Regions from separate parts of the Gossypium hirsutum genome. Here region 1 is linked to region 2. Evidence: chromatin contacts called from public Hi-C data. All regions are on one chromosome and are shown on one strand. The core of a region is the stretch at or near the end of the contact, and the rest is flanking DNA. Distances in the headings are between cores, read along the strand shown.

The links. Hi-C and Micro-C count contacts between places; a contact is called where the count stands out from the background.
Region 1: a Hi-C map of leaf shows a contact between it and region 2, with 2.7 times the contacts expected there. The contact joins the promoter of LOC107936083 here to the promoter of LOC107901823 in region 2. A contact is called at or near these places in 7 of 34 Hi-C or Micro-C datasets (callus, hypocotyl, leaf and 1 more).

Annotation. Positions count from the first base shown.
Region 1 is chrA09:24,234,603-24,237,302 of Gossypium_hirsutum_v2.1, forward strand. It overlaps LOC107936083 (F-box/LRR-repeat protein At3g48880), which reads left to right and starts at 1,322. Exons shown (of 4, transcript XM_016868734.2): 1 at 1,322-1,437.
Region 2 is chrA09:23,719,741-23,722,440 of Gossypium_hirsutum_v2.1, forward strand. It overlaps LOC107901823, which reads left to right and starts at 1,329. Exons shown (of 6, transcript XM_016827989.2): 1 at 1,329-1,828; 2 at 2,071-2,700. The coding sequence starts at 2,260.

The DNA.
Region 1 (2,700 bases), core at 72-2,571, 510 kb after region 2:
TTCGCTTCAAAGGGCTCCTGACATCCAACTGGACCCGTATACGCTAGAAACTTCTCAAACCCCTCCTTAAACTTTTAGAATCATATTCCAAAAATTTTCGAACAAAATCCCCAAGTTGTTTTGCGATAGACTTTGAGAACAATCCCAGAGGTAACTCATGCACTTGCACCCAAAATGTGGAGAACACTAGCTAGACCTTTACCGGATCTTTCCCTACCTCCAACCTATGGAACACCAAAAGATGATTGTTAAAAGTCCAAGGTGCCCCATTAATCACCTGATCCATATCCATTTTATGAAAGAATTTGAACAAAATCTTTTCCCCCTAGATCTAAAATCTGAATTCCTCTCACAAATGCCATAAATTCGCCATAATACTCTTTCCAATTATATTTTTATTTTTAAATATTTATTGAACAAGGATTCAAGCTTTTAAGTTGGATCTATTCAATATTTATGGCTATTTTTAATTACTTTTTTTTTGTTTACTTCCAAAAAGTATAAGGACTTAATTACTCTTTTTAGAGAATTTTTAATTACTTTTTTTCTCACTTTCAAAAAGTATAAAAAAAGACTTAATTATTTCTAATTATTTTTAAAAATTGGTATGCAAAGATTTTATACCTTTTTCAAATATAAAATTATATAAATATTGTTAGCATTACAAATTATTATCTATTTATATTATATTCAAATCATCGATTGAAGTGATGTCATGAATTAATAAAATTTCAATTTGATGAAAATTTGTATAAATCTATATTTTAGAAAATTTAAATATTTTTTTATATTTTTATAATTTTTATATTTTTTTAAAATTTTATAGTATTATTTTTTATTTTTTATTAAGTTTTATTAATTTTCGCTACTTATCACAACCATTAAAGAGAACAATAAAGGAAAAATAAAAAAAATAAAAATCCTAAAAGTTATTAATAAAATAAAAAAAGTCAAACAGTTAAGTTAACCAAATAATAAAGAAAAAGTCAAATAGTTAACTTTAACGATCATCCATTAAAGTTAATAATCTAAAGGCTAACTGGTAGGGGTGTTCAAAAATATCTAACCCGTTAACCTAGTAAAAAATAAAACGGGTGTTTTATTAACTTTAAAAAAAAAATTTGGCCGGGTATCCGACCCGCTTTTTTTACGAGTTGACGGGTCAGGCGTGGGCCGCTATTTCTGACTTCCACGAGTACTCGACCCAGTTACCCGTGTGTAATTGTATTTTTATTTTAAAATTATTTACATTTTTTAGTTAAAACTCAAACTGATTTTTACCCTAATTAATAAATCACTATCCCACTCGTTCAATTCTCCCATGCAAATCATCTCTGTCAACCCCACTCCCACCAATCGACTGACCATCTGTGACCACCCGGCACCCGCCGTCTGGCCATTCTCACCATCGCCGGTCGCCGTCATCTCAAAGCCCAGGTAAGTACTATTATTCAATATTTCAGTCTACCCGTCTCTCTCTTTGTCTCTTCTCAAACTTCTCTATTTTGTTTTGTTTTTTTGTTTGTTTTTTCTTTGGTATACTAGTCAGTCAGTTTTAGCTTTTGTTTTCTATTTCACTATGGTGCTTTGCAAATCTTTTGGGTGATAGAAAATTAAAAATTATGGATATTTTGTAACAACCGTAAATGCTAGAGCTTGATATTTACTGTTATTATGTTTAAAGATTCTAAATTATTGCTTTGATTGTTTCCATTTTATACCTCATGTTGTGACCCTATAGAAATGAGGAGATGAATTATCTGCTATTAACTTTGTCTAGTATTAGACAATCAGACTTTCATCGATTGTATTTTGCAGTCTGTTTAATCATATAAGACTACTTTGTACTTCTTTTTTCTGAATGCACTTTGTTCTTGCCTATGTCCTATGGATTGTTTCTGTTCATAAATCATGTTCTTTTTTTCTGATGTTATTTGTTGACTGTAATTTAAATTGTTTTGACGATATTGTCCCTGAGGAAAAACTCATTTCTTAATTAATTGTTTTGACCATCTTAATTGTTCTCTTAGTTCTTATTTAGTCCACTTTTTCCACCAGCTTTGTGAGAATAAGTAATTGAGTTATGATAGTTGAATTATCTAATTTTTAGCTTATTTTTTCCAGATTGGTTTATGATAAAAGTTCAAATTTTCAGCAAATAGTATTTGTTAAAATGGTTTCAGATACACACCATGCCATGATGATTGATGATGAGTTCACAACTATATGTTTTATCTTTAATTGTATTTTTTTTTAAGTATTATCTTTGGATTATGTAATTTGATTTAGAAACTTTATGTTTGGATTTCTAAACTTTATGTTTGAATTATGCTATTATCCACTTTAGTTTGTCATTTTGAATCACTATAAATTGTATGATTTGTAAAACAATTTTCACAAATTTAATCAGGGTACTTTGTGACTCGAAAATACGGGTACTCAATTATTACAGGTACCCAAAATTCTGGGTACCTGAAGATATTCAAGAGTCGGGTCACGGGCCAACATTTTTAATACTCAAAAATTTAGGTATCCGAATCTTTGAGGACCCGAAATTGCGAGTACTCGATTATGAACACCCCTACTAATTTGTTGTATTTTCTCAATTTAAATATTCAGTTGACAGAAAAAATGACCGATTTATTTAAAAAAGAAATAATTATTAATAAAATTATAAAAATAAATGTTATAAAATAAAAA
Region 2 (2,700 bases), core at 79-2,578:
TACTTTCTTTATCACAAAATCGATTGATATAAACAATAGAAAACATTTCAAAATATAAATTTTGATCCCTTTTAACTTACTTTTATCTTGTATTAATAAAACAACATTCGAGTTCATCCCAAATCTTGAACTATCACATCAACAATAATTAATTTTTTTTTTAAATTTAAATTTTGCATTCATCAATGTTTTGAACATTACTTATGGAAAAGGATTTTGATGTTTCAGCTTCCTTTGATTAAAATGGATGATACTAAAATTTTTGATGGGTTGAGTCAAGTCTTAATAAAATTTTAAACCCAATTGATAGGCTCGGGTTGACTTGACTTAAAAAATAGACCTAAATTTTTGCTCAAACTCGACTCGGATAAAAATGCTAAAATTTCGGCCCACCCGTATTTTTTTTACAATATCCAAATAATAATAAAATAGTAGTAATATAATAGTGAAATAACAACAAAACAATGGGAAAACAACAGCAAAACAACAATGTTATATTTTTTTTTTTGCAAATTTGAGTCGAGCCGAGCCCGGGCCAAAAAACCTTACCCAAGACCTGACCCATTTTCTAAATTGGCCTATTTTTTTTATCCAAGCCCATTTTAGGCCTCTATTTTTATCCAAACATTTCCACTTTTCAGGCGGGCCTTCGAGCTGAAACGAGTGGTTCGGCTCATGGACAAGTCTAAATGATACTGAAGCTTAAAAAATATAAATAAGGCATTATAATAACTTATTTGACCTTCTGATTTTATAAAAAATCATTTTAACATTTCATTTAAATTTCATCTTTAAATTTGTGTTTTTATCCAATCACCCAAAATGAATGGAAAAATTCACGTTTTTAATTTTGTTAACATGGTATACATATGAGTTGCCATGTGGATGATACGTAGATATTTAATTAATTTTTTAATATTTTACAAATTCAGAAAAAAATATAAAAACTATTTTCAAATATTAAAAATTATTAAATTTACTAAAAAGTATAAATAGTATTTTTAATATTTTATAAAATTTTAAAAATTAGTTAAATGTTGGCATATAATTTTTGCGTGTGCCACAGCAATAAAATTAATTAATTTGGAGTGATTTCATAGAAAATACAAATTAAAAATATAAAATTAAATAAGAAGTTAAAATAAATTTCTTTTTAAAAAATTAGGGGTAAAAAAATTACAAAAGCCTATAAATTGATAAAGGATAGAATAGATTGATGATGAGGCACTGTGTCGGACAAAAATGATTTATTTCACCCGAGAAGACCAAAAAGCCACTGCAACTCTCAACTTATTTACTTTTTAACTCACTGCCATTTAAAGTACAGACAAAATGATGAGCCTTCTCCCTCACATTCACTGCCCGCATTGCATCAAAGTCTTACATCTCTACCTTTCCTTCTCCACCCATCTGCCAATTGGACTTTGACTTACAGGCAGCCTTTATATTTGGTCTCCCTATCAATTTAAAATATACTCATTTATCAATTCATCATTAACCCACTCTCGCAACATCCCCTTCATCAATTAAAATTCCTTATCTCTAATCATTTCCTTTTCAATGAAGATTTGCATAATTTGAGGATTCTAGAATTTGTTTTTTTTTACTCCTATGTTTTTTGGTTCTTGATCAGACTGAAATCTGATAGCTTGGGTCTTGTTTATTTTCTCTTGTAGCTGTAAAAATGCTTTTTCTTTGACTATTTCAGTGATGAAATTGTTGATCACTCATCATTCATTGAAACCTGATGATAGAAAGACCCAGATTCTGTTTCCTGGTAAAACTTATCGATTTTGTAGCCGATTGGAGTAATCATCTTCTGTCTCTGGTGAGTGCCTGTGTTTGACCCTTCACATGATGTTGAAGCATATACTTAGATCTTTTTGCAGTTATCATCAATTCCAATTTGTTGATGAATCAATTCTTATATTTGTTTTGGTATTCTGTTAAGACTGCATCCTAGATGGATGCTGAAATCATGTTCTAAACTCCTATTCATTATATTCTACTTTGTTTGTAGTTGAAATTTATATGATAAAGCATCTACAAGTTATATTTTCTTCTCATCAGATTGCAGTGTTTAAATTCCAAGTTCTACAATCAGTGTTGAATAGATTTGGATTTTGGCATCTCATCCAATTCTCAAGGCATTAAGAAAGTTCCTGTCTGTCATTACCTACATCAGTAGGCTATTTCTCTAGTTTCTGAGCATTTACGTGTGATGATCTACATTGTGATAGCTAGAGGGTAGGCAACTCGATGTCAATCATATGTGGTGTCCCACTCCTTGAATGTGTTTACTGTCTGGCATGTGCACGGTGGGCATGGAAAAGATGCCTCCATACGGCTGGTCATGACAGTGAAACATGGGGCCTTGCGACTGCTGAAGAGTTCGAGCCTGTCCCACGACTATGCCGCTATATTCTAGCAGTCTATGAAGAAGATCTTCGGCACCCCCTTTTTGAACCACCTGGTGGCTATGGGATCAACCCAGATTGGTTGATTCTCAGAAAAACTTATGAAAACACTCAAGGACATGCTCCTCCGTATATATTATATCTTGATCATGATCATGCCGATATAGTCCTTGCCATTAGAGGTCTTAATTTGGCAAAGGAGTCTGACTACCAAGTGCTTTTGGATAATAAACTGGGGAAAAAGAAAGTTGATGGTGGATATGTTCATAATGGACTTTTGAAA